Regions from separate parts of the Mus musculus genome. Here all the other regions are linked to region 4. Evidence: chromatin contacts called from public HiChIP or PLAC-seq and promoter capture Hi-C data. All regions are on one chromosome and are shown on one strand. The core of a region is the stretch at or near the end of the contact, and the rest is flanking DNA. Distances in the headings are between cores, read along the strand shown.

Evidence for each region. Promoter capture Hi-C pulls out the DNA fragments that hold promoters and counts their contacts. HiChIP or PLAC-seq counts read pairs in DNA pulled down with a chosen protein or histone mark.
Region 1: a promoter capture Hi-C map of hippocampal neurons shows a contact between it and region 4, with 2.4 times the contacts expected there. The contact joins the enhancer-like site here to the promoter of Plekhm3 in region 4. A contact is called at or near these places in 7 of 39 promoter capture datasets (3T3-L1-derived adipocytes, the C10 cell line, the HPC-7 cell line and 4 more), 7 of 115 datasets of contacts at active chromatin or transcription factors (bone marrow-derived macrophages, effector CD8 T cells, embryonic stem cells and 3 more) and 2 of 9 other capture datasets (adipose tissue and liver).
Region 2: a contact with region 4 is called in a FOXA1 HiChIP or PLAC-seq map of pancreatic cancer cells. The contact joins the enhancer-like site here to the promoter of Plekhm3 in region 4. A contact is called at or near these places in 2 of 39 promoter capture datasets (the C10 cell line and pre-B cells), 1 of 15 datasets of contacts at CTCF or cohesin (CD8 T cells), 1 of 484 Hi-C or Micro-C datasets (embryonic fibroblasts), 10 of 115 datasets of contacts at active chromatin or transcription factors (bone marrow-derived macrophages, effector CD8 T cells, embryonic forebrain and 6 more) and 2 of 9 other capture datasets (adipose tissue and liver).
Region 3: a contact with region 4 is called in a promoter capture Hi-C map of hippocampal neurons, with 6 times the contacts expected there. The contact joins the enhancer-like site here to the promoter of Plekhm3 in region 4. A contact is called at or near these places in 15 of 39 promoter capture datasets (the C10 cell line, the HPC-7 cell line, cranial neural crest and 10 more), 2 of 15 datasets of contacts at CTCF or cohesin (the NIH/3T3 cell line and large pre-B cells), 2 of 484 Hi-C or Micro-C datasets (B cells and bone marrow-derived macrophages), 25 of 115 datasets of contacts at active chromatin or transcription factors (the 230-238 cell line, the SCID.adh cell line, T-cell acute lymphoblastic leukemia and 15 more) and 4 of 9 other capture datasets (adipose tissue, liver, macrophages and 1 more).

What each region holds. Positions count from the first base shown.
Region 1 is chr1:64,788,199-64,795,147 of GRCm38.p6, reverse strand. It overlaps Plekhm3 (pleckstrin homology domain containing, family M, member 3), which reads left to right. Exons shown (of 8, transcript NM_001039493.1): 8 at 1-6,027. The coding sequence ends at 111. Among named protein-coding and RNA genes, the nearest start is that of Fzd5, 54 kb to the right of the region's middle. Within about 2 kb of position 3,532, at least 101 of the 459 cell types and tissues checked have an H3K27ac peak or open chromatin away from gene starts, as enhancers often do. A contact at or near this core is called in 3T3-L1-derived adipocytes, adipose tissue, bone marrow-derived macrophages and 3 more, where this site is marked.
Region 2 is chr1:64,753,255-64,760,468 of GRCm38.p6, reverse strand. No RefSeq gene overlaps it. Among named protein-coding and RNA genes, the nearest start is that of Fzd5, 19 kb to the right of the region's middle. Within about 2 kb of position 3,753, at least 74 of the 459 cell types and tissues checked have an H3K27ac peak or open chromatin away from gene starts, as enhancers often do. A contact at or near this core is called in CD8 T cells, effector CD8 T cells, liver and 2 more, where this site is marked.
Region 3 is chr1:64,713,588-64,720,824 of GRCm38.p6, reverse strand. It overlaps Ccnyl1 (cyclin Y-like 1), which reads right to left. Exons shown (of 10, transcript NM_001097644.1): 7 at 6,137-6,256; 8 at 2,528-2,694. Among named protein-coding and RNA genes, the nearest start is that of Fzd5, 21 kb to the left of the region's middle. Within about 2 kb of position 3,119, at least 37 of the 459 cell types and tissues checked have an H3K27ac peak or open chromatin away from gene starts, as enhancers often do. A contact at or near this core is called in B cells, adipose tissue, forebrain and 2 more, where this site is marked.
Region 4 is chr1:64,954,367-64,961,333 of GRCm38.p6, reverse strand. It overlaps Plekhm3 (pleckstrin homology domain containing, family M, member 3), which reads left to right and starts at 4,510. Exons shown (of 8, transcript NM_001039493.1): 1 at 4,510-4,639. Gm51627 (predicted gene, 51627) reads right to left here and starts at 4,755. Exons shown (of 3, transcript NR_165472.1): 1 at 4,507-4,755; 2 at 1-1,013.

The DNA of each region.
Region 1 (6,949 bases), core at 2,283-4,782, 170 kb after region 4:
GTCCGACGGGAACTGCAGAAGAAGCAGAAGTCCTTCTGGCGGCAGCTGAACGTGGACGAGAGCCTGGAGGAGGCATGCGCCATGTTCGAGCTGTCCTACCAAAGCACCTGACTGTAGGCCAGGATGCACTCTCCACCGCCCAAGGGGCTGCCCGTGCCCATGCAGATGAGGCTGTTCCTTCTTCAGCTAGATGTAGATAGATAAGTTATTTATTTATATTATATACACCTATACGTCCTGTACGTATGATGCTTTGTATAACTCATTGTCCAAGAAGTTCACAAAGATCTTGTGGATGAACTCCTACAGATAGCTGAGTTACCCTTGGCCATGACATTTGCTGCTTGCTCCCAGCAAATGTGATTGACACACATTGCTCTGTAGTTCAGACCCCTTCATACACACTGGCTCTCAGGGCCAGTTGACTGCACAAGTATTGGAGGAAACACCTCTCACAGCAAAGCTTTGCATTGCTACTGACATTTAGCCTTTGCTGGGGAAACTGAGGTAGAGCCATTGTCATCTGCTTCACAAGGACATCCCTAAAACACAAGAATGTTTCTGGATACTTCCAGGCCCAGAGTCTTTGGCAGAGATGGGAAGAGTGAAGCAGAGCCACATAGCAGAAAGCGAGAGGCCCCTTCCTTCAACAGAGAGCATCAGGAACTGAGCTGCGTTGGGTGTGAACTCAGTCCCTGAGAGAGAGTACAGAAAGCGAGGACCTCAGTGGCCAGTCACTTCATGTCGTTGTCTGTTGGCTGGTACGAAGCCCAGCACCTTCCTGATGATCAGAGTCTACAATGCCTGCCAGAGAGTGCACATGGGTGCCCTAAGAACAGTTCCAAGCGTGGAATGGAGGACACTGGTCATGTTTTTCACGGTGCTGCCCAGGAGGAAGTGTCCCAGGATTGCACTCAAGCGCATCAGTGCATAGTCTGCTAGGTAGAGTTTACTGCACGCATCTTGGAGGACCGGATGTTTCCTTCCCCAGAGCCCTCCATCGGCAGGACCCACCTGTCGTTTGAATGTTTTATTTCTCCTTGTCCTTCACAGCACTTTTGACCTTTATTCAGTCCGCGTAACTACTCTTGCTTTTGTATCCTGGATGTTTTGTTTGTTTGGGATGGGGACATATTTTAAGACAGGGTCCTGCTATATATCCCTGGCTGGCCTCTAACCTGTGACCCTGCTGCCTCATCCTCCAAATGCTGGGACTATAGGTATGCACCATCATACCTGGCTTTACTTGTTTTTAATTATTTTTAAAAAATATTTAAAAGTAAAAATTATGTAATTATTAAAAGTTATTAAGAAGTAACATTTTGAAAAATACAAACCTAAACTATTAAGAAAATACCAAACATAAATAGAATTAATGAATTAATATTATCGAAATAAGTAGATATATACATATATAATTGCCACCTTACAGTAACACAAAGAGTAACTAGCGTGGTAGGAATGGGAAGTGGATCACTTCGCTCTTTGGAGGGTAGTGTACTCCCACTGTGATCCCCTTCCTTGTAAGAGCCTGCATAGTTGTCACTGTGACCAAGATGGCTGCTAGGAAGGCACTGAGACCCTGGCGGCCAGCATTCCTTCTTCCTTAACTCTTTCCAAGGCAGGAGAATGGACTCACCAGGAAGTACTTGTTTGTGTCTTTCACCTGGAGCTGGTGTTGCCCACTGCCGCCCATGCTTCTGTCCTTTGGGATTTTCACTGCTGTTCAGATCAGGGGAAACACTGGCTCACAGAGAACGCAGGGGTTCAACTCCAAGTTGCTCCCACAGGCACCAGCTCTCGATGCTTCAGTCTAGTGGGAGACATTCAGCTGACTTGTGCAGTTAGAGGCAAGCATTTCACCTCTTGGCCCACACCATTTCCTTTGGCCCCAGACCATGCAGTTGAACGCCACACGTGTGTTCATTTCCTAGCTACCCGGAAGCTATAGCCAAGGCATGAAACTTGGTAAAAGGCCAGGGCCCTATTTACCAGACACCTCACGGTGCCTTTTATAAACTCTTGGGAAGGCAGGTTGACCTCACTGGAATGAGTGGTAGGGAATGTTGCGCATAAAGGACAAAGGTGGGAAGTCTCAAACACTTGGCAAAACAGACAAACAGATTTGAGTCTCTCTCTTCCTCCTCTTGTTCATGAAATACAGTATTTATATTTTCCAGCCTCAGAGAACAGAACATGATCTTTCACTGGAGAATTCTAGACCTGCTTATTATGAAACAGATGTGCTCCCGTGGCACAGTGCCTTCTCCCTCCACCCCCAGTCCCTGTCACCGTAGCTTACTCTTGACCTTTGCTGAAACTAATGTATCTGTGATTCTGACTGTCAGAGACGCCATTCCCAGCACACTGAGCACAGAGACTTGAAGAACAGAGCCCCCGACCCCAGGTTGGCCCCATGTCCTGCCCCAACTCACAGGTGCCCAAGATTAGACCTAATAAAAGCCGAGGGTGAAATCTGGATCCCTGTTTAGCACACCTGAGTTGTCTGTCCCCACTGCCCCTTAGAGGGCCTTGCTGTGTGTGAGCGGACCTTGGACACTCCTAAGACCTTTCCCTGGACATTGCTTCGTGTTTATTTTTTAAAGGGAAAGATAAGCATGCTGTCACTCATGATCTGGAATTGGAGCCATGTCCTGCTACTTCTGTTTTCACTATGGTCCATGCCCGCTCAGGACTCACAACAGCGTTCTCTGCCACCACCACCGGAATCTGATAGGACACCGTGGAGCCAGATCAGGAGTTGGATCTGCCATGAAAATTCAAAATTGCTATTTTCAGCCCAGAATGTCTCAGAGTGCATGAAGGCCCTTACTGTTTTCAGGTCTAACAAATGACTTGGTGCAGTGTTAGGTAGTTGTTCCACTGCTTAGAAACCATCGAAACAAAAGCAAGCCTGTGCATTTCCACCTCCTTTTTTTTCATCTCAGTAAATACCATACACGTAAAGCATAATGGAAAACGGTCCATTAATCTCCTGGAGCTGCTTGCAAAGCCCAGGGAACGGCTTTTCACTAAACAGCCATTCCCTGGTGTAGCACAAGAATTCCCTCCTGCTAGTGCCAGAAACTCATGTGTGACACCATCCAGCCCGGGGGAAGTGTTGGCACCCAACCCCACCGTTAAGAAACCAGTTCCTAAAATAGACCTGCATTTGCACCGCAGTAGGAAGGCTGCAGGGTGCTCCAAAGGCAGTCAGCTCTGATGGGAGAGGAGTTCTTTCCAGGGCTGCCTGTTCCCAAAGTTGGACACAGCCTTATATGAAAACCATGCAAACTCTGTCTTCCCCCTGACTTCATGTGCTGAATAACAGCCATCTTTTGGGAGTTTTTACATTTGATGAGCTGAAAGGTTAACTGCTTCTTGATTCTTCTATAATAGGCCTCTACCAAAAAAAAAAAAAGGAGTGTGTGATTACAGTGCCTCGGGATTCGAAGGTTCCAATACAGTCTGAAATAGCCCCGTGCTGTGATTCCCCTCAGCTGCCCCAAAACAAAGGTGTCTGTGTCACTCTGTCACTGTGGCTGAGTTGCAGCACACCCTCGGTGAGGTCTGGCCTGTCTCTGCTTGTCATGTGTGCACACTGCACATGAGCACTGACAGATTGCTTTCTGCAACTCCTCCAGGAAGCTTGGCTTGCAGCCCTGCAAGTTCATTCTCCATCCGTGGCCCAGAGATCTCCAGACACAAACTACCTATGATAGCAGGAGCACAGTGATACAGGACCACAGTAATGCCACACACCCTGAGCACCAAGAGCAAAGCCCGCTGCCAGCAAGGAAGTAGAGAAAAGTTCTGCTGCTAGTTCAGGGGAGCTCTGCCCTCTCACCCTGCAGATCAGCTCTGGGTCTTCTCCCAAGCTTTGCTGAAATAGTCAGATTAGAAATTAGGCTTTGACCCTTAGTTGGAATACTGCCTGTTCCCAACACAGACTATTTTATTTTGTTTGATTTGGTTTTTCTTATGGTAAATAGGGAAGTGTGCAATATTGTTTTGGGAGTTTTCTACATGACTTTTCATCTTCTGAAATAATGTGGAGATGTCAGGAATTTGAGACAAAGGGGAAAGAAGCTAGCCCTTTCTTCCTTGGCCACTTCTCCCTGGAGCCTCTGGCCCTTGTCATCCATTCCTTGGTACTGACTCAGTAGTGGTGGTGGGCATTAGGAACGTGGCTCACTGCTCTGCCTGTCCCACTCGCCTGACCCCAGCATACTACAAGCTACGTGAGTAAACCCCTCAGCTAATCTAACCAATGCTGATCTCTGTCACAGGGACAGTTTCTTAACAGTTAAGTTTTAGCACCCAGTAGTCTCTCTGTAGGCACTTCTGTCCTTTAGATTCAAAACTCTCTGACTTGAGGTTGTTTGTTTGTTTGTTTGTTTGTTTTCTGGTATGTTTTAGTGGGTGCGGGGCTAAAACAAAAAAATCTACATCACTGTAAAACTCTGGGTGAAAGGGAAAATGTAGCTGAGCCTCTCCAGCATTTGCCAGTGTGTTTTATGTAAGATGGGTTCCTGGTGACCATGGCATGTAGCACTGTCTCCATAGAGTAGGCTCTGATGTGATGGGAGGCACTAGTGAGAGGGACCCAGGCTGCTCTGCTAGGGCTCTGCTCTGAGGGAAAAGAGACGCTGGCTGCTGTCGTTTTAGAAAGCTCCCTAGTGAAGCCACTTGTTTCCCAGGCCAGATGAACAAGACACCTAGGACAGCTCTTCCACAGTTGGGCCCATCTGGCCAGCCTTGGAAGCTGTAACCCAGCCCTGTCCCCTCCCATGATTGCCTTGCCTGCTTGCTTCCTCAGCCCTGGGCCAGGTTTGAGGCTCATGTTAATAAACCACCTAGAGACCAACTGGCCAGCGGCCCTTCCTTCCCACCGGTTCATCTCCCTGTAGGAGTGCCTTATAGTCTAGTCTAGTCTCTGACCCACTTGAAGCCTGCAGGACCCTTCAACCAACTATGGATCCCTTCGCGCTTCCCTGCTGGCTCTTGTTCAGTACACAGCCCACCTGGAGCCTGTGTATTCCGAGATGCACGTCCACCTTTGCTTAACCTGGTGCCTTAACTTCACAAGTAAAGGGATTCACATTGCAAACGCATTATCTGAGTGAAACATCAGTTTCTTCGGTGCCATTGGCACTTTTACCAGGAAATACAATAGGCATAATCATACAATGTTTTGACTTTATTTTATGATGTTTCTCAGCCACTCTTTGTTTGCTTGCTTTCATTAACCAAACTCAGGGGAATGTCATGTCACCACAGTCAATGGGGAAAGAAAGAAAACTAGCTATGCAGAAGTGAATGACAAAGTCTGTGAACTTAGTCTTTACTAGGTTCAGAAGTGACATCAACAGGAGGATTTTTTTCCTTTATTGTATAAAGATTCTCTTTACTTGCCACCTGTGTTCCACGTAGAAGGTGGGAAGCCTCGGGGATGTGTGTGGATGACAGTGTCCCTATTTTCGCCGGGGCAGTCCACCAAGCCACCGGATCAGGCCCTCATTGCAGTGAGCTCTGCCTCTGGTTACCTGTCCGGCTCTTACTGTAAACAGTCCTTACCTGTCTCCAAGGAATGATAAAGGGAGGAGGACGCCAAGACTGCAGGTGAAGAGCAAGAGTGTGTGACGTGGATGGTCCTGTATAGCTCGTTCTCGGGCTCCTAGCTCAGATCCGAGTCATTCCCCTTCCTTCTGCTCATGCGGTACAGAAGCAATCAGGATGTGCCTTTGAGCTGTTCCTTCTCTCTGTTAGTTATTCGCAATAGCTAATGTGCTAGTTTACGTGGTCCCTGTTGTCTGGATCTGATTGCCTTTTTTGGTTAATTTATCCATATTTTTGTTTACATTATTTTTAAAGCTAGTAACTGTAATAGTATAAAATTGAAGTTGTGCTGTTGACAGGACATCTCTCTCTCTCTTTTTTTTTTACATTTATCTGTCACAATAATTTAAGTGCACCTGTTCCTAATGTATAAAGTTCTCTCCCTCTCAATAAATGACAATGGAAGTACTTTCTCTCATATCAGCTTTATTTAAGAAAAAAATCTTCAGGAAATGGGGAAGTGAGCCCTTGGCAAAATCAAGATTTGAGGTCTATTGAGAGTGGGCTATTTACTTTTGTAGAAGAAGGGGGATTAAGACCTTTTTGTTTGATGTGTGTGAGAGGTTTGCTGTGTGTTTGTATACTACACTCATGCTTGTTGCCCAAGGAGTTCAACAGAGGGCATTGGATTCCCCTAGAACTGGTTTTATAGATGGTTGTGAGCCACCATACGGGTTCTGAGATCTAAACCCAGGTCCTCTGGAAGAGCTGCAAGCATCCTTAGCTGCTGAGCCATCTCTCCAGCCCTGCTGTGCTTTAAATATCTCTTACATCTGGATTTATAACCTTATAGTGTTCTCAGCCTTTTCTGCATTTACAGAAAATATTACCGGAGTTTGCTTTCTGTTGATGTGATAAACACTGTGGTAGAAGCCTCTTAGGGAGGAAAGAGTTTTCAGGCCAACCTAATCTAGACGTGACGTAGGTAGCCCCTCAGTTAACACTCCCACCCCAAGTGACTCTTGGTTGTGTCAAATTGACAAGAAAGGCTAAGGAGGACAAAGGTGTAACGTGTGGAAGAAGCAGTGTCTCTTCTGGGCTTTCTTTGCTGAATCAAGGCAGTTCTGAGACCAGTGCCCTGAGGTGGTCTGAGGTGGTCTGCTGAGTGTCTGTCCTCTCCCTGTCTTCCCCCAGCAATCCCAGCCATTCTCACAGCCCTCTCCTGCCCCCACATAGGAGGCAGTGCCAGTCGGTCAGCATGAGGAAAAGGCTGTGGCAGAGGGCCATACTCTGGGAAAAGAAAAGAAAGATGTGGCCATGGTGGTACAAACCTTTAATCCCAGCACTCAGGCACCAGGCAAATGATTCCTGTGAGTTCAAGGCCAGCCTG
Region 2 (7,214 bases), core at 2,504-5,003, 200 kb after region 4:
TTTGCTCCATCCCTCTTTCCTAGAATGTCCCACCACTTGCTTATCTGTTCTCTGTGGTAACCATTTAAGCTACTGCCATTTTATTTATTTTTTTAAACTGGGTGGTATAAGTGGGCTTCAGATGAGCTCTATAGCTAAAGATGGCCTTGAGCTTTTGAAAAGTTCCATTACATTGTGATTTCTTTTTATGTCCATGCTACAGCACAAATATGGAGGTTGGAGGACAAGTTACAGGAGTCAGTCTATTCCTCTCATCATGTCCATTCCAGGGATTGAACTTGGGACACTGGGCTTGGAAGCAGGTGTCTTAATCCACTTGATCGACTTAATATCATTGGGCCACATTTGAACTTCAGATTCTCTTACTTCTACTTCCAAAGTGCTGAGACGATATGTGTGTGCTACTATATGTACTTGTGATGGACAGTTTTAACTATTAAGATAGCTTCCTCGTATACTCTTGTGGCTATTTCTGCCAAGTTATGTGTTAGATAGCTTCCTCATATACTCTTGTGGCTATTTCTGCAAGTTATATGTTATTAAGGAATGTGATAATTTGAATAAGAATGAGCCCACCTCCACCCCCAATACAATCATATAGTTGAATGCCTAGTCATGAGGGAATAGCACTACTTGGGAAGAATTAGGAGGTGTGGCCGTGTTGGAAGAAATGTGTCATTGAAGGTGGCTTTGAGGTTTCAAAAGCTCAAGCCAGGCCCAGTATTAGTCTCTATTGGCCTACAGATCAGTGTGCAGCTCTTAGCTACTTCTTCAGCACCATGTGCCCAGTAGCCATGTTTCCTGCCATGATGATAATAGGCTAAACCTCTGAAACTGTAAGCAAGCTCTCGGTTAGATGCTTTCTTTTGTAAGAGTTGCCTTGGTCATGGTGTCTCTTCCCAGTAATAGAACACTGACTAAGACAAGAGCAAACTGTTAGAAAAAAGAAAAAAAAGACACATTCATTTGGACTTTCAAATGTGTATTCAAATTGTCCTTCTTGGGGAGGCAGAACATCAACACTCTTACTTGTAAACAGTCAACGATAAGCAATTATGCTTCATGTTTTCAGCATGTTTTTTTGTTCCAAATACACTTGATCAAACCATTCTCTTGTTTTTAGATATTTAGGATTTGTGTCTATTCAATTAAAAATCTGCCTCAATAGCCCTAGAGACTGAGAACTTGATCTTTCTATTTGTAGATCCCATAACTGTATCAAGGACCACTAACCCAAACTTGAGTACATCTAAAACCATGTGTAAATACACCATTGTTTATGAGTAAAATCAGGTCATTAACAAGAAGAATTGGTGCTCTCCAGTATAAACAAAACAGATTTGAATGGTAGAAAACTAAATTATTTTCTGTTTCTCTTGCCAGCTATATGATATGACAGGCATGCCATTTAATCTCAGTAAACTATAATTGTTCCCTCTATAAAAGATGTAATGCCATATATTTTGCCATGTATGACAATGGATGGAAAAATCTACCTCCCCTCCATGATAGCCAGCTCAGAAACCATGTCTCATTCATTGTTTTATCACCAGCATCCAGAAGGTAGGTCCCTAGAAGGCAGCAAACATGTCCAAATCCTTTCCAGCTTTGCTTATTCCAAGAGACAAGCTGCCAGGAAGCTGCCTTATCTGAACAAATTTCAGAGTCATTCTCCATCCTGTTCACTCAGGTATCCTTCACTCTACAGAGAGAATTTTTAATCTCTAGGGGCGGTGGGAGGATGAGAGCTCATTTTGTATCTGGGCTTAAAGTCTTCCTCTCAGGGTTGACAAATCTTCAAAGGCATTTATCTCACAGTTCTCTCCACCTGTGCCGTTTATTTGGATGGAACTTCCTTTTTTAAATCATGGATTGGAATGCTTATGTGGACCAGGCTGCTCTGAAACTAGAGATTCACTTGCTTCCCAAGTGTTTTGATTAAAGGCACATGCTACCATCCCTAGTTGGGTATAACATTTTATACCCAGATTAAAATAGCCCTCTGAGTTCTTGCCTACATTTCCCACCCCTCTCTCAACTTTTGCAGTGAACATCTAAGCCCGGAACGAACTTTCTGATGCCTCATGTTCACAGTTTGCAAGCCAGTTCTGTAATTCTATGATAATAGACAAGGAAGTTAAAAGTCTATAGAATAAATTGAGCATGGGAGTGGATTTAAGCTCATTCCCATATAGAGACTATTTGGCCTATTCTCCAAGTTCTCACAACGGACATTTGCAAAGTGTTTTTGTTTCAAGTTACTCATATCATTGTCTTTGTCATTGTCGTCGTCATCATCATCATAGTAGGCAACGACAGCAGCTCTGAAGATATGAAACCATCATTATTGCTGAACAGCAAATAGCCTCAAAACTCAAGTGTTTAAAACCACCATCCCCTCCTCCTCCGTTCCTGCATCTGCAAGTGACGAAGTCTGGCCAGGCAGACCTATTGCTCTTGGCTCGTTCTGCTCATGCCTCTCTGGGTCAGCTTTGCTCTAGGCTGGGTGGGGCTTCTGCAGTTTCCTTGGGGAAGCTTTGCCTTCACACATCTCTCATCCCTTCCTGGAACCTTGGTTTCTTCTGGACATGACACATTCATCTCATGGAAAGAACAGAGATAGATACACGGAAGAAAGCCAATCATAGCATGTTTTCTAGCCTGTACTTGTAGCATGTCTGTTAAAATCCTACTGGCCAAAGCAGGTGTTGCCATGAGAGCTAATGGGTGAGGAGTATTCTCGACTCTTGTTGAAAGTGTGACACCTTCTATGGGCTTACTGACATAAAGAGGAATGAAAAATGCAGGTACTGGTGCACTCTGCTGCAGCCTCCAGGCAGCAAGCCTTCTTGGTATCAGCTACTTTTTGTGCCCATCCCTTGAGATACAGGCCTTTCAAAGCCTGGTGTTCTCTCTGTTTAGGGTTCTAAGCATGCAGGACAAACCAGACCAGGCAGAGAAGTGGCTACCCTCGCCAGTGACTTCAGCACAAAGGCTACACTTTGGCCTGCCTCCTAGGGTAAACAGAGAAGGCTGGCAAGCCAGCACTGGCTCACGCCTCCTGGCTCTGGCTCCCTCCCCAGCTACCCCCACCCTAACAGCTTCTTAGAGTGTTAGCCACTGCTCTAGTGAGAGAAGAGTAATTGAGGGTGTAATTAAAAAAAAAAGAAGAAGAAGAAGGAGGAGGAGGAGAAGGAGAAGGAGAAGGAGAAGGAGAAGGAGAAGGAGAAGGAGAAGGAGAAGGAGAAGGAGAAGGAGAAGGAGAAGGAGAAGGAGAAGGAGAAGGAGAAGGAGAAGAAGAAGAAGACATTAGAGAGCAATAGACCAGATACCCCAGCTCAGGGCAGCTCTAAACCAAAAGACTAAGGCAGAACCAACAAAGCAGGGCAAGGGGGCCTGGCTAACAGAAGAATGGGTAAATTTGGCCTGTGAGAGAGCAAAACCAGAAGAAAAACGAAAATAGCTTAAGGGAGGCCGAAGTCGCAGCACGTAAGAGTCCCTGGGCTCAATCTTCAGCACTGCCGAATGAGAAAATAAATAAAAGGCATACATACAAAAATCTCACAGGAAACACAGGAAAGCCACAGCCTGACATTTTCGGAAGTGCTCAAGACAGAAGACTTTGGCAAATGACATTAAGTTTTCAATGAAAACTTTGCAGGGAGATTTCTTTCACACACCCTACCACTTCTGCTGCCAGAACAAACATGCTGGAAGGCTGATCGCACACGACACGGAATCCAAACACACCAAACAAACTCAGGAAACCAGAGAGAAGAGAAGCGTCTCTAATGCACCTCTGTGACTCTCAGCTTTCTACCTGAGCTGGCTTGCGAGCTGAGGGAAGAAGGCTGCTTTTATGGTGATACAAACAGTAATGTGTCCTTCTTGAAATGCTGCAAATTGTTAGATAATGACAACTGGCCACCAAAGCAAACTAATGAAGGCCACAAGCCCACATTAGTGTGAAAGGAAGACAGGAGAGCCCTAGCTGCCCAGTGATGACTAACCCCACTGGAAAGAGGGGGTGTTGAGGAGCTCCTCTCGCCCAGTTCTTCTTGCTGTCTTCTTGGTCCCATTTCCTTTCAGTAAAATAATGGGATAAGACCCTAAGTCCATTCCAGTATCCAGAGGTAATCCTGTGTTTTTTTTTTTTTTTTCTGGACACAGTATCCCAGCCCATTGCCCTGGACTCTGAAGGAATGAAATCCACGTGGCATTATCTTTGTCCAACTATGTAACAGCAGAGGCAAGTTGGCACCGGCACATAAAACCACAATGGAGTTAGAGCAGGCCGGATCCTTGCAAGTTAAGCACTGCCAGCTACTCACGACTTGCCCTCCAGCAGGTTACTTAATCTCTTCATACAGGGGTTTCCTCATCTGTCACGTGGGGAAAATGGGAGAGGCTGTTATTACTGGGGGTTGTGGGGATGAGGGAGATAATGCACTGAGGATTTAGTGGGGGGCTTGGTGCATAAAAGGGTCTCAGAGCTCTGCTGCAGTCTGCAAACGTCACTTCGGCAGCACACGGCAGGTTTGGGTGTTTTTTTTTGTATTTTGTTTTTTGTTTTTTCTTTAAGAGGTGAGAAGAAGAAAAGCTGTTTATAAAGGAAGGATCGTGCTTAAAACAACCACCTTTTCCATCCTGTTGACTTGCTGATAGGAAGTAAGATTTCTGCCTGTAAGAGGAGAAATAGCACCCTGGGTTGGGGTTTAAGTATAGCTTGGGTTTCTCCTTAGTCATTTTGTTTTGGTTGACTTCTGTTTGTACATTTGGCTGGGTTCATCCTACATAGCCTTACCTTGAGCCAGCATATAACAATGGCTCTCAGTTTTAGACGCACGTTAGAATTGGGGGATTTAACACAGAGATGGTGTCACAGCCCTGTAATCCTAGTACTCCAGAGGCTGAGGCAGAAGAATTGCAAATTCAAATTTGAGGCCAGCCTGGGCTACATAGTGAATTCCAAGTTAACTTATTTAAAGGTGAATTCCTGCCTCAATGAAACAAAACAGAATTGAGGGGACTTAAAAAAAAAAGTCCTGATGCCCACGTGCTAATGTTATTAGAACTGGGTGTGTGTGTGCACGTGTGTGCGTGTGTGTGTGTGTGTGTGTGTGTGTGTGTGTGTGTGTGTGTGTGTGCATACATACACAGCACCCAAGTAACTGAGGCAAACCTGATTTCTGCTTCCATGGTTGCTAGTAAAGTCCTGATTGTTGAGTTGGATAGTGGTTACACAGCTACCTTCCGTCTGTAAAACTTCATCGAGATGCATACTTAGGATTTATGCACGTTTCTACATGTATAATATACTTCCATAAAAAAAAAAAAAAAAAAAAAAAAAAAAAAAAACAGACACAAATCCTTTGGTTGAAGTTGCACCGAAGACCAATTAAATCTAAATCTTTCGGGGTGGGAACCTGGCTGGCAACACTGTTTTGTGAAACTGCTCAGGTATTTGCACTTGCAGCTGAGCTGGCGGAGCTGCAACTCCTCTTCCTCAGCCCAGAGGCCCCAGCTTAGGTCTCAGAGCTAGCCTCTGGCCTCACAGGGATAGCCCAGGACCAGAGACAGAAGGACGGGCCTGAGGTTTGTTTAGCAGGTCCAAGTTCCAAAGGTGACCGGGAGGCACATTGAGGGTAGGCTAAGCATAGGAATCTGGGCTCAGGATCTGACGCTGTCACTCACAGCTAACCATTTGGGTCACCTCACAGAATTCTTCCTGTTACCTAGGGCTCAACACTTAGCTTGGCAGAGATCTCCCTTCCACATTATCAAAGGTGCATAAACAAGGCATTGCTTTAGAAAGCTGCCGAGTTAAAAGGAGCCTCAAAGGGCAGCAAGCACGGGCCCTGCACAGGTCGGCACCAGGTCCTCTGAGTGTCTATCAGTGCTTCTAAAAGCTCCTAATGCTGTCTCCCTCTAATACACTTCCTTGTGGTGACCCTAGCCATACATTTGTTTTTGTTGCTACTTCATAACTGTAATTTTGCTACTGTTATGAATCATAATGTAAACGTGTGTGTTTTCCAATGGTCTTAGGCAACCCCTGTGAAAGGGTCATTTGAGCCCCAAAGGGGTCACGGCCCATAGGTTGAGAACCTCTGGTGTGTACGTCTCTTCCAGTTTAGTGTTTTTATGGGATTCCTGGGGGTGCAAAGGAGTGGTCTGTGTCTCTTGTGCCTTCTCCTGAGCTTTTTTCCTTCTGTCTGTTTTGTCCAATTCTGATATGTCAGGTTTTGCTTTATCATATATTACATTACATTATAAGCCCTTTGAAGCCTCTTTGTTTGTTTTCTAATGATAGACAGAAAGGGAGTAAATGCAGATGGTAGGGTGGGAGGTGCTAAGGAACTGAGAGGAATAGAGGGAGAGGAAGTAGTAAGTAAGATAGCTTACATGAGAAAAATACTATCTTCAATTAAAAAAGAAAGAGAGGAGCTACAAAGAAGTCAGGGCTGCGGGCTGGGTACGGTGGACACACCTTTAATCCCAGCACTTGGGAAGCAGAGACAAGTGGGTCCCTGTGAGTTTAAGGCCAGTTCACACTGCTTCCCCAAAGACACTCCCTCCCCCAAAAAGGTCAAAGGTCAGGCCTCTGGCCTAGAGGAGCCACTCGAGTTCAAGCTTTCTGTTGCAAACAGTGACTTGCTTTTTGCACCGTTGTTTGTAAATGCTCAGACTCAGGCACATATAGGTAGGGAAATGGTTGCTATGTAGCTGCTCTTTCTTGTATTCAGCCACTGTGACGTTCCTTGCGCGGTGCTTATCAAAGTGACCCAACTGGCATCTTCTAATAGAAAGATCTTAAATTCTCTTGTCTGTACCTTCTGCTTACCCTTACCAAGATCGCAGGAATCCTTGAAAGCCCTAAGAGTAAAATAGCAGCAGCAGCAGCAGCAGCAGCAACAACAACAACAAAATCTTCTCCCTTCCTCAAGCGCTGCTGTAGCTGGGACTTGGTGTGTTCTTCCGAGGGTTCCTATCAAAAGACAGATGCCTGCGGCTGTGGTGTTGAGATGCTTTGAGAGGTCTGGCCTGGCGGGAGTCATACAGTCTGTCTTTAAGGGAAGCCAATACATTTCTCATGGGTGCACTCTCTTGTGGTTAAGTTGTTATAAGCCAACCTGGAATGTTCCCTAAATCTCTCTTGAGCCCTTGTTGACCAGTGTGCTCCACTCACGGGAGCTGCTGACTTCTGCGCATGC
Region 3 (7,237 bases), core at 1,870-4,369, 240 kb after region 4:
AATCTGGTTCCTGTGCAGAGAATAAGAACTGCAAGCATTTGCTGCCCTACCTGGGACACAGACACAGAGGAAAGAGCTTAGTAAAGTGGGAAATGTGGTCTAGGAGGAGACGGGGTGATAATTGTAGCTCTGTGACCGTGCTAAGCCTTACTCAACATAAAATGAGAGTACACCTGAACAGTCACAATCCTCTCTAGAAATTATAAATACTTAAGCAAACATGACCGAAGCTTATCTTAGAACATACTTAGTTTATTGGTTCTAAGTTTTTAATTTTTTTCCTTTTTCTTTCTTTTCTCTTCTTTTTTTTTTCTAAGTGCCTCAAAAAGTATTTCTATATGGACAGTAGAAAATATGGTTTTCTCATTTACTGAAATTAAAGCTAAACAGCTTACTTCCAAATTAATTTCCTGTTCATATGGCAATAAGCCTATAGAAATGTAAATCAGATAATGTTTTGATAATCAGGTAATCAAGACTTAATTTGCTACTGGAACAAACATACTTCACTATCCCTTTTATATTTTCTCTACTAATACATTTTAACTGTGTTAAAATACAGCCCTTCACAGGATTAGCATGTCTATTAATAGAGGTTTAATCACTGAAGAAAAGCACTATGCCAACAGAATATGCACCTTCTGGGTTTTCCACATGCCTGAATGACGTGCCATTTACAGGCACAGCACATTTTCTGAGCAGCAGCTGCTGAGTTAACTTATTCTTTTGAACAGAAATACATTATAACAAAACATATACATGGTGGAAAGTTTAAAGAAAAATATGATAGACACACATTTTTAACAACAGCGGGGGAAGGAGACAAATGTGTATTAACCTTGTTGTCATGCTCTTTGGTTAGCAGAGATCATAAACAAAAGGCGACTGTTAGGAACATGGCTCCTGGTGTTTCTCTGTTCAGTACAAAAGGTTTGTGAGGACCAGAGCCTCAGCCCTGCCACCACTGCTCCTGCAGTGGATTCATGTCTGGGAAATCTAAACATTTTTCTAAATCTTTTCTGATCTTATAACTACAACCAGAGTCCCTGGTATCTGAGTTTAAGTTTTGAGACATTTTCAGCTATCACGTGTGGTGTGTATGATTATTTTCGGCTGTCACGAGTGGCATATGATTACACATCTTGCGTTTTCCCAGGAGCCAGTCTGAAGAGGACTGACACAGTAACCAGTCACTCTGGCCTCGCAAGTGTCTGTTTATTTCAGATTCTTTTGTTGTCACATCCTCTGCTAAGATGGCTACCAGTGCAGTAACCACTTATGAACAGTCATTTTCACCAAACATTCCAGTTGCTGCCACTGGTTCCTTAGTTACTTCAGTTATAAACAGTTTAGTAATTTTGACTGACATCCTACCTACAGAAATGGGTAACTTCTATTACCCTCATACCTTCATCTTCCTATGATGTTCACTATAATCAAGGAGTTTCTTCCTAACTACAAGATTTCTTGAGTGCTATCCACAAAGTGACATCTTCAGTGTCAAGTGGGCACTTTCAGAGTTTGCTGGAAACCTCCCCTGTGTGCATCCTGCTTGCACACACAGCCTTGTCCATTACAGCATGAAGCCCATGCTAGTGGCCATCACTAAGGCTATGCTCTCAGTGAGCTTGGGGCCTGCAGAGCGCTGCTGTAACTGGGCAAGTGCTGAGTGTCCTCATAACCCAGTGAAACCTCTGAGCTGCTTCTAGGACTGCCTGAGAGGAATCCTGGAGCTTCCTGGCTCATGAGACCATTTCTAAAAACAAACTCTCCACATGCAGAGTAAAACTTTTACTTTTGTACCTCACAGTTTCTGTTATAAATGCTCAGATTAAAAGTGGGGACAGCAAGAGTAAATAGACAATGAATGACTCAGCCTCAAGCTAAACCTTACAGAAGACTAGATGCTCTGAGACATCAACACAGGCAGATCCTTTCAAAAGCCCCTTAAAAGGGGAGGAGGCTTTTAAAAAGTAATAGCATATATACTGTACTATGCTGTCCTTGCAAAGGTCACCAAAACCAACAAGAAAAATAATTTATCAAGCATATTATTAAACATATTATAACAAGACCTACCAATTAATGATGGAAGCTATGAACTGCTGTAAAGTTAGAGATAAGAATGTAGTTTTATGACTATTTCCACTGCTTAAGTAGCTGCTTAGTTAACTTATTCTTTTGAACAGAAATACAATATAACAAAACACATACATGGTGGAAAGTTTTAAGAACTTTAAACAAGACTGGGCGGAGGTGGCACACGCCTTTAATCCCAGCACTCGGGAGGCAGAGTCAGGTGAATTTCTGAGTTCGAGGCCAGCCTGGTCTACAGAGTGAGCTCCAGGACAGCTAAGGCTATACAGAGAAAAACCCTGTCTTGGAAAACAAACAAAAAAGAACTTTAAACAAGAGTTTTAAACAGCCTTTAAAAACATTCTTTAAGTTTTATGTAAAACTTTATAGTAGCAAATTAAGAGTACTAGAAAAATGGTTCTGAAAGCATTCCAAAACCTTATATACTCACATGTCCTCAACCGTAATGTCCTTGAGGATCTGGCAGTAGTCTACATTCCATACAGCCTGGTCATCCCAAACCTTGGAGGCAAGAAGAATGGCTCCCAGAACAATTCTTTTCCAGTTGGTGGGACAAATGTCGATCTCAGCATAAGTTAGGAGCCTCTCTAAGTAAACCTGAGGAATAGAGAGCTGAGCTTTAGTTCATGGTGTGTGCTGAATGTGTGGATGACAGGCCTCCTCTGTGCTTCCCTAGGCAGGTCTTCAGAGACTCTGCTCTACCTAAGCAAGAGGCTAGATCTAAAGCTGCCCACTCGGCCCATTCATCAGAACAAGGACTGTCACTAGTTAAGGGCATCCTGAAGAGTGAGTGATACTGGTGTCATTTTCATGCTTGCAGAGCAGCAAACAGGCTCAGTGCAGATTCAGGCTGTTCATTAAACCCAAGTTTCTCACATGTAATTTTACAGGCATGCTAATGCTGGGCTTAAGTGTATAAAAACCAAGCTACCCTGAGATTATTTAAACCTTTCCCAGTTCACAGTAACCCTGTGTGGAACTAGGACAAGAGAGCCTCCCAGTGGCTGCTGGGTAGAGCAGCATCACAGGCACTGTGCCATCACAGAGCCACCTGCACCTAAGGATGGTCCTTTACACAGTCATTTCCCCTTCTCTGCTCTCACTTCCTAAAAGCCATTTTCTCTCTTACATAATCTGAAATTTCATTAATTCCCTTGCCTTTAATCACTGCACAGACTGAAGCAGGCAGATCATGAGTGTTTGCTTTGTTAGACAGGGTATCACTATACATACAGCTCAGGCTGGCCCTGAACTCCTGTTATGACTGTTTTCTGACGCGGTTTTAAATCTCCTCTAGATTAGTGACCACCCTAGAGACAATGCAAGTGCTATGCTAATGCAAACAGTCCCGTTTGGAGGACGGCAAGAGAAGCTCCCCAACAAGTATTTATGATCTTTAATTGGTAGAAACTAGATGTCAAGTTCAGCTGTGGAAGGCAGCCCATATATGGTATGAAGTGCTTTTTATCAAGATAAAAAAGGCAAAAAAGGAATTTACTTGTAAGAGATAATCACTATTTTTTTAAGGTCATTAGACTAACGGCTCAGATTTCGTAATGTTCTTCAAACTCAATTTTTTTTTCCCAAACACAAATGTCTGCCAAATATGACACGTTCTCTATGAGTTTATCCTCCAGCCCCCATACTTGGAACTCTCAACTATCTGAGGAATGAATCTTTCTCTCAGGACACCCCGGCTGTTCCAGAAGTAGTCAGAGAGCAGTGGCGCACTGGCAAACCGTGGCTGCCCTTACTGACAGGTATGGTAGGTCCTGGTCCTCAGTAACACTTGTCCTGTGTCACTGCAAGAGAGGACTTGGTTTTCTTCAAACCAAAGCCAACTCTTGTGTTTTGTGGGTCTGGCTCCATTCCACTGTGCACAGCATCTCAGCCAGAGATTAGTTCAATGTCAATGTCTGGTTGCTCTGTTCAGCTCAGCTCAGCAGCAGATCACGAACATGCCAGCCCACCTCCAGCCAACCACTTAGTGCACCCACTTGTTTCTGTCTCTGGCTGCTATCACTATTCTGAAACAGCTCTTGCCAAGCCATTCATCAGTGCCTTCACTTAGAGATTCAGACCTCTTTACCTCTCCACCTGCCTGGTTGTAGAAGCTTAAACTCTGTTATCCTTCTCCAGTCTGCAAGCAACACCTGTCTGTTATTGGCAATCTAACAAATCTCTATCCTGGGCATTTTTCACTGCTTGCACATACCATTGTACAGCTTCCTAACGTTCTACTTGCCTCTCTTCTGACCTCCAATTATAGTCTATCTCTCCAAAAACAGGTAGAAAAGCCTCCTAAATTAATGTCACTTTCCCCATGCTCAAGACTTAGCAATAGTCACTAACCAACCTGGAACCTCCCTCCCTGTGAGACTGACCCCTAATTTCCCTTAGTCCTTACTCCCCCCACATGGCCATCCTACTTTCCTTGAGTACATGGAATGTTCTTTCATCACAGACTTACCCAGAGGATCTCCATCTCACTAATGCTGCGACCCTTTAATGCAGGACCCATAACCATAAAACTGTTTTTGCTGCTACTTGATAACTCTAATTTTGCTATTGTTATGAATCATAATATAAAATATTTTTGGAGATAGAAGAGGTCACGACCCAAAAGTTGAAAATCATTGGTCTGGCACTGCTCCACTGCCTATAACACCTAAGCTTCTTGCTTCCTCTTTGCAGTTAGGCTGCTGTTTAAATGCCACTTCTCTAAGGAGGTATTCTGCTCATTTATCTAAAACAAAAACTCTCCAGTTGTTTTTACCATGCTTAATTTTCATGGCTAAAAGCAACTATCTGCAAAAACACCCGTGGTCTTCCTTACCAGGACATCATCTCAAGGCAAGACTTCCATCTCATGTGCTCGCTCTCACATTCTTTCTCTCTCTCTCCTCTCTCTCTCTCTCTCTTTCTCTCTCTCTCCCACCCTCCCTCCCTCTCCCCTCCCTCTGCCTGGTGCTACAACAGAGGTGTGGAGCGCTTGAGGCCTCTTTCAGCATTTGCCTGGTGGGAGTGCCTTACCATTGTGGGAGTGTCTTATCTTGCCTTCTATTACTCATTCCTGCATTTCCTCCTCCCCAGTAGACTTGTCTCTCAAACACTGAAGATAGATCTGTGAGGGCTGGCTGCCTATTTTCATTGCTAATGTTCTCTGCACTTCAACAAATATTTTTAATTCTTTACTTCTGACTCAAATTCACTCTGCAGTCTTGGCTATTCACTGGCCAGGCAGGGCCATTCTGTTCTTCCAGGAATGCAGCTTCCCTCACTAACAAGGACCTTGCCACCTCTCTTTCCAACCCAATTTCACAGCACTGGTGCCCACAGGGCGATTCTGCTCATGAACACAGCACATGGCTTCTTCTGAGTCTAACTGATGGTAAAGGAGGAGGTAGTCACCTTTCCTCAGGGCCAAGCATCTGACTTATCTCCGTGCATCTGTTGTAGGGGCAGTGAAATCCTAAATGCTACAATAACATGCACTATGTGAAACAATAGTCTTACTACAGGCCTTCTCAATGGATAACATAAAGGCAAGCATATACCTGTAGCTTAGCAAGTTCACAAAGCCACTCTAAGAACTACTGTACTATAATCCTGGGCAACTTCATAGGCAGAAATAAGTCATCAGCAGAGGTAGATTAACACCCATCATCCAAGGGTCAGAGAACTAGACAGTGATCCAGCATAGCATACAACAGAAGGCCCTGAGGAACACAGCCTGGCATGAACCTTAAACTTCAGCAAATCAGACTGGTGAACCACCTGCGCTTGTTACTGCTTTCCCCTCCTGCCCCATCAACATGCCCATATATGTGTACTGAGGCATGATGGGAGAACTCTCTTACTGCCTTTAATAGCAATTTTTTTTTTTTGTAATAAAGGCAATGTAACATTTTTAAACCATAAAGGCTGTTAAATTAACAGTCATTCCTTCAGAAGGTTCTTATTAAAGGTTTTATGATCATTTCAGGGATTAAACATATCTGGGTACAAGCTTTTTAATGAAGCTTGGCAGGAAGCTTACCAACGTCACTATTGCACATTCCGCTGTCAGCTGTGCAGCACTAAAAAGTGTACGAACAAATCTGTAAATAAATTTGTGTTCAGGGTCATGCTTAAAGTACTCCTCTGGAACTTTCTCTCTCTGAAAGAAAAATAAATGAATAAATAAATATTGACTGAAGGAAATCTTTTAAGTATTCTTAAAAATACTTGAGTCTGTCTCCACATTGTGCTCACCTGTTCCTTAAGATAATTTCAATTGGGTAGAATGATTGTGTACATTTGTATAACTATGTGTATGGGCATGCACAGCCACAGTGCACACACGAGGTCAAAGGGCAACTTTGAGAGTTGGTCCTTTCCCTTTACAATACTGGGGGTCAAGCACAGACCCTCAGGCTTGGCAGCAAGTGCTTCACCTGCTGAGCCATCTTGTTTGTATGCTTGTCTTGAGACTTCCTCCTGAGTGCAGAGGTTAAGAGTGTGTGTCACCATGCCCAGTGACTTTCATTGTGCTTTCAATATAAAGAGTGTGGCATCTTATGGCAATTGGCAAGAATGACCTTTTCAGGCAATGATGAACTAAATACATAATACCAGTTCCGTAAACCATCAGTGTGTAATACTACAGCCATCTTAGATGAAGTACTCTACAATTTTTGCAGAACAAAATCACCTAATACATATTTGAGGATGTACCCACTGTTAAGCAATCTATGGCTATACTACAACTATTCATACCCACCCATCCTTTATAAAAGGACACACGACCACAAGCACAGGAATGTCAGATATACCCTTCCATTCTCCTACCCAGGTTTTTTTTTTTTTTTTTTTTTAATCCTGAAATCATACTGATCTTAAAAGTGTCACAGGGGTGACAGCTGTTTGCAATATACTTTGGGGGAAAAAAAAACCCAAAATATTTTTAGTTTCCTATAACCATAGGCTCTTCTTAACATTGTCCATATAACAGCCAACAGTATGTGTGTCAAGTATCAAGACTGGCCAGCATATGTCTGGTGAAGTGACTTCTTAAATTTTTACAGGTTCGACTGACTGGTTGTTTTCAAGTTAGGGCCTTACTAGGTTGCTCTTATTACTAGGTTGCTCTTATTACTAG
Region 4 (6,967 bases), core at 3,261-5,760:
GAATTGGATGGCTGAATTTGAACAGATCCTTCGGGAATTGAGACTTCAGGTCAACTCCACGCGCTTGGACCTGTCGCTGACCAAAGGATTACCCAATTGGATCTCCTCAGCATTTTCTTTCTTTAAAAAATGGGTGGGATTAATATTATTTGGAGATACACTTTGCTGTGGATTAGTGTTGCTTCTTTGATTGGTCTGTAAGCTTAAGGCCCAAACTAGGAGAGACAAGGTGGTTATTGCCCAGGCGCTTGCAGCTCTAGAACATAGTGCTCCCCCTGATATATGGTTATCTATGCTTAGGCAATAGGTCGCTGGCCACTCAGCTCTTATATCTCACGAGGCTAGACTCATTGCACGGGATAGAGTGAGTGTGCTTCAGCAGCCCGAGAGAGTTGCACGGCTAAGCACTGCAATGGAGAGGCTCTGCGGCATATATGAGCCTATTCTAGGGAGACATGTCATCTTTCATGAAGGTTCAGTGTCCTAGTTCCCTTCCCCCAGGCAAAACGACACGGGAGCAGGTCAGGGTTGCTCTGGGTAAAAGCCTGTGAGCCTAAGAGCTAATCCTGTACATGGCTCCTTTACCTACACACTGGGGATTTGACCTCTATCTCCACTCTCATTAATATGGGTGGCCTATTTGCTCTTATTAAAAGAAAAGGGGGAGATGTTGGGAGCCGCGCCCACATTCGCCGTTACAAGATGGCGCTGACAGCTGTGTTCTAAGTGGTAAACAAATAATCTGCGCATGTGCCGAGGGTGGTTCTTCACTCCATGTGCTCTGCCTTCCCCGTGACGTCAACTCGGCCGATGGGCTGCAGCCAATCAGGGAGTGACACGTCCTAGGCGAAGGAGAATTCTCTTTAATAGGGACGGGGTTTCGTTTTCTCTCTCTCTTGCTTCTCGCTCGCTCTTGCTTCTTGCACTCTGGCTCCTGAAGATGTAAGCAATAAAGCCTTGCCGCAGAAGATTCTGGTCTGTGGTGTTCTTCCTGGCCGGTCGTGAGAACGCGTCTAATAACAGATTATGTGAAGAAAGAAGTATATGCTGGAGATACGCCAGGAAAGGCGGTCTATCAGTTACACTTCTACTTATAAATGAGCAAGCACAGGTTCAATCAGTGACATAGAGTAAGGTTAGTTCAGACAGAAGGAGATTTGGGGGGCTCAGGTAAGGCTTTTTTCTTGGCTTCCCACTCTCTTCAACCCCAAGTCTCCATTGAGCTACTCCTACTCCATCCAACATTCCTTCTTCCTTCCTCAGAGAGACATTCTCTATGAGATAGGAAATCCCGCCACCAAAAACCTCCAACCTGCTTCCTTCCAGCCCTGTGAGCCAATAGGCACGATTTGTTACAAAGTTTCAAATAGGAAATTTTTAGGGAATGGCTCTGTTTAGGTCACATACTATTGTGTTTTGAATGGGAAATGGCCCCCTCCCCGTAGGCTCATGTATTTAAACACCTAGTCCACAGTTGAAGGAAGGATGTGAGGTGGGTCCTGCTTGAGGAAGTGGGTCAGTGGAGGTGGGTCTTAAGGTTTCTTGGCCCAGCCCCATTTACTGTCCTCTCTCTCACTTACTGCATATACAATGTGGCTGTCTCTCTCATTCTTCCCTGCCAGTCTAGACTGTATTCCCTTGAACTACAGGACCAAACAAACCCTTTTCCCTCTAAAATTACTTTTTGTCATATATCTGCCCATAGCAAAGTAACTTACACAAATGCCCGTCCTTGGATCAACCACCATGACCGAGAGGAAGATACCATAGAGAGTAGGATGTGCTTAGCATTTCCTACATACTTACATTGTGATTTGGAGGTAGGCACAAGCTTCCTAAGTGAGTATGAGTGCCAACTAAAGGGAAAACGAAGCATCTATCTCCAAGTAAATGGCAGTGGGTAGAGAGGTATGCAGTCTGAACTCTCCCTGCTAGTATATGGAAGGCCACTACAAGTCTTTAAATAAGAAAGTAGCTGTGGACAATGGTTATATTAGATGAACCTAGGCATTTCTATTCTCTATTAAAATGTTTCTGATTGCGGGGCATGGTGGCGCACGCCTTTAATCCCAGCACTTGGGAGGCAGAGACAGGTGGATTTCTGAGTTCAAGGCCAGCCTGGTCTACAAAGTGAGTTCCAGGACAGCCAAGACTATACAGAGAAACACTGTCTTGAAAAACCAAAAAAAAAAAAAAAAAAAAAAAAAAAAAATGTTTCTGATTGCTCAAAGAGAAGCCTTTCTGGATGATAGCATAAAACGTAGGTAAACATAGTGACCCTAATGCAAATTGTAAACTAACCATTCACCTGCAGAGGTTCATAGATGATAATGAATGTCCTATTGTGATGCAGGATGCTCGGATGTAGGGAGGTGGTTCATATGCAGTGGCAAGAAGTCTGTGAGGACTCTTCTGAGAACCTAAAACTTCTCTAAAAACACAGTCTATTAACATAGTGACAAAGGCAGCAGCTGACTGCCTTTTGAGTGCTGATGTGAATGTAACTATTTTGAATTTAAAAGAACAAAATATTCCCAGATGTTGACTAGCCCAGAAGTCAACAGCTTCTCAGATGGAATTATTGGATTCCTGTGTTAGTGATCAGAAGTAAATTCAGTCATTTCACAAACATAGATTTAAAGACAATAAATGTTTGGGTTTGTTTTCTTAAATCTAAGTTGTTACACTCTGAATTTGCTTTCAGTAATGAAGTTCCAGTACAGATGATGCTGGAATCATCTTTTTTTAAACAAGGGTAAAAATCGTAACTACTTTATTGTGTTTCTTGTTTCAGTGTCTTTTAGTCTCCTGACTACGGACTATATTTGGAATTTTATATAGTAAATATTTGGGAAGCTATATGTTATGAATTTGTGTTTTAGTTAGACAAACATATCTCTACTTCTGTCCTAGTCAGAATTTTCATTGCTGTGAAGAGATACCATGACCAAGGCAACTCTTTTTTTTTTTTTTTTTTTTTTTTTTTTTTTGGTTTTTTTCAAGACAGGGTTTCTCTGTATAGCCCTGGCTGTCCTGGAACTCACTTTGTAGACCAGGCTGACCTCGAACTCAGAAATGCTGACCTCGAACTCAGAAATCCGCCTGCCTCTGTCTCCCAAGTACTGGGATTAAAGGTGTGTGCCACCACGCCCGGCCCAAGGCAACTCTCATAAAGACAAACATTTAATTGGGGGCTGGCTTAACAGCTTCAAAAGTTCAGTCCATTATTATTATGGCAGGAACTTTGCAGTGTACAGGCAAGTGCTGGAAGACCCAAGAGTTCGACATCTAGATGCCAAGACAACCAGAAGGAGACAGTCTACTTCAGGCAGCTGGGAGGAGGCTCTGATTCCATACTGGGCAGAGCTTAATATACCTATACCTTAGTATACAGCAATCTCAAAGCCGGCTTAAGTAGCAGTCACTTCCTCCAACAAGAATGTACCTACTCCAATAAGGTCACACCTCTGATAGTGCCATTCCTTATGGCCAAGCATTGAAACATGAGTCTATGGGAGCCAAATCTATTCAACCAATCACAATTTGATTCTGTACTTTTTAAAGATTTGACTTTCAAAAAAAATATTATATATCCTGTTGAGTCCTAATTCTCTCCATTTTTAAACAGAATATGGATACTGGTCATTGACTTACACGCGTTTGTTTGTGCTTTGTTTGCTTTTGTTGTTGTTTTGTTTTGGAACTCACTCTGTAGACAAGGGTGGAGGGGCTCAGACTCACAGAGATCCACCTGCTTCTGCCTCCTGAGTGCTGGGATTAAAGGTTTGTGACACCACTGCTTGGCTTGCTTTTGCTTTTGAGACAAAGCCTGTAGCTCTGGTTGGCCCGGAACTCTCTGTGTAGACCAGGTTGGCTTCAAACTCACACAGGTTCACTTGCCTGTGCCTCCTCAGTGCCAGTGCTGGGATTAAAAGTGTGTGCTACCCCGCCCCCGCCCCTCTCTTACTAAGCTTAATTGAAAAAAAAAAAAAAAAAAAAAACCGACTAAGAAGTATGCTGTGATGGCAAATTAAGACTGAAAACTGAAAGGAAGATTCATCCAACCGGAACTGCACGTCTTTGCAAAGTGGCTGGTTACCAGCAGACCTCAGGAGAGGTGACTTCTTGCCCTTCCCTAAGCCCTAGCTGCTAGACTAGGAATCCACAGCCAGGTTAGAGACATTTCCCCTCAACCACATCCTTTAAAACCGTGAACCTAACTAAAGATGAAAAGCAGTTCGTGCACCTATCCAAAGATGACAAGCAGTTCATTCCTATGTTTGGAAAGCATTATTTCTGAGAAATTCTCTTATTCTTAGCAACTGCTGCTAGCTGGCCCTGCCCTGGTAGGTTCCAAGTGACAGTTTTAACTGCAAACATCCTCGGTCTTGGGAAGAACGTGGAAGGGACCAAGCCTGGGATAAAGGCTGTAAAGCAAACAATAAGATAAGGAGGTCAGGCCCCGCCCGACCGCCTGCTCCTCCCGTAGGAGGGACCGGTCCTCACCGGCTGGAACTCTGTGTAATCGGATCCTGTTGCCGGGCTGCCGCGGGGAAGCTTTTGGGCGTGGGACCGCGAGAAGCCGCTTGTAAACAGAGCCGGGCCGGGATGGTCGGCAGCTGGAGCGCAGTCGCTGGCGGTGAGGAGGGCGGGCTGCCCGGGTCGGGGTCCTGCCGGGGGTCGGCTGCAGGCCGCAGGGGAGAAGGGACCAGAGCCGCGGTGAGCATCCTCCTCACGGCGGCCTTGGGCGGGGAGGGGGACGGGATGACGCATCCCCGGAGCTCCCCGGGGTCGCCGGGGTTCTTCCCACGCACCGCTTTCTGTTGTATTTCGCGCTGGGGATAGCACTTCATTTGTGGGTGGCTAAGTGAGGAGGAAGACATGACCTGGTGTTTATTTTTTGTGAATCAAGTAACGCAAATTAGAAAGTAGTTGAATAAGGTGATCCTGTTTCTGCGTTGTTTTTAGTAACCCCTCCCCAGCGATCATAGAAACCAAACCCCAGTAGAGCTTTTAGCCCCAGAGAAACGCTACGTTTGTTCTTTCTATTGACTGAGCCCATTTTGAATGTATAGTAAATGACAGTACAGGACTAATGATAGATTGGTCTTGTATGAAAAGCTTATTAAGCTAGAAAACAAAAACAAAACAAACAAAACAAGATAAGGAGTCCTCAGGCCCTTAAGCTGGAAAAAAAATTCTGATTTCAGAAGACAAATAGAGGCTGGGCTTATATGTATAGTTTGCAAAGCAAGGCGCCTTTACAGGTTAAAAAGATTGAGATATATTATTGTAAATGTTATTTAGTTCCTCCCCTTTTTTTCTTTGATCCATGGAACTAGAAAGAAACTTCTGGGTTTTTCCTGTAAAATATTTTCAACAAATCATAATAAATTGTGACTTGTACTTATACAGCATTATAGAATAGTACACGTTATAAGTGGTTGCTTAAAACACCAAGTAGTTTTTATTTCATTTACTTAAAGAAATACCATAGCAAAAATGAGGTCTTTAAAAGGTCAATATACATGTGTTACCTTGGTAACATAATCTAACTTCACTAGGAGTCAAGTATTAGGTTAAATTGACACGAAGTGTGTAAATGTCATGTACCAAGAAATAACATCAATAACTTGTGTGTTTGTCTTTATAGTAAGTACTTTAACAATGCTATTGTTCTGGCAAGATCCTGAAAGCTTACTTCAGCTTAAATTCTTGTTTGGTCACTTTCTCATTTCGTCATCCTGGAAAGTTTACTCAATTTAGCTGTTTCCTAATCTGTAGAATGGGAATAATAGCCACCTCATCAAAGATTCAATGAGTTATTAAATATGTATGTTTTTTTTGAGAGAGTCTCTCTATGTAACCCTGTTTAGCCTGGAAATTGCTATGTAGATTAGGCTGGTCTTGAATTCACAGAGATCCACCTGCCTCTGCTGGAATTAAAGGCATGTGCCACTTGATGTTTTTAAAGCCCCTGGAACAGTACCTAGAATAAGTGTTTGATGAGTATATCAAATTAAAATATTCCACTACTGAAAAGCAGATGAATAATTGTCAAGTGTTCGGGAAGGCGTGGAGGGGGGAGTTCTTTTTTTTGTTTGTTTGTTTGTTTGTTTTTGTTTGTTTTGTTTTTTTTTTTTGGTTTTTCGAGACAGGGTTTCTCTGTATAGCCCTGGCTGTCCTGGAACTCACTTTGTAGACCAGGCTGGCCTCAAAGTCAGAAATCCGCCTGCCTCTGCCTCCCAAGTGCTGGGATTAAAGGCGTGTGCCACCACGCCCGGCATGAGGGGGAAGTTCTTGTTGAATGGGTGGACTGCAAGATGAAAGACCAGTGGGGGTTGGGCTGCATGACAATGCTTGGCTTAGTGGTTACCATGGTAAATTTTATGTTTTGAGTATTTTGCCACAATTAAAATGGCTCAGGTATCAGTGTTCACAACATTATATGCTCAGAATTCTTTATTGCCACACAGCAGCCTCACTCACGCTTGCCTTTAGTGCTGTGACAGTACGATGGCTTGTGGTGTTTTATTTGGTAGATTCACGCACTGGAGGTTTATCAGAAAACCTGCAGACACATTGTTAATTTGACACCCAAGACTCTGGGACAGGCATAGCTCCATCACGACCTTCTGCTAACTTTGTTTTTGTGTTTTCCTCTAATCCTCACAACCATCACAGAAGTCATGTCTACCTGACTATGTATGTTATAGTACATGACACACTTGAGATTAGAGTGGAGAGGTTGTCAAGGTGGATCTAATTGAAGAGTTCCCATAAAAGTGTAGAGCTTTCTATGACTGGGAAATCAAGAAGACTCAACATACTGTAGCTGATTTGAAGATGGACGATATCATTGCTGAGGACTCTAGGTAGCCTTGAGGAATTTGGAAGGTGTAAAACTACCAAGAGTGGCCCCCTGGCTGACAACCAACAGGAAGTTACCAAAACCAGGATTTTTGTC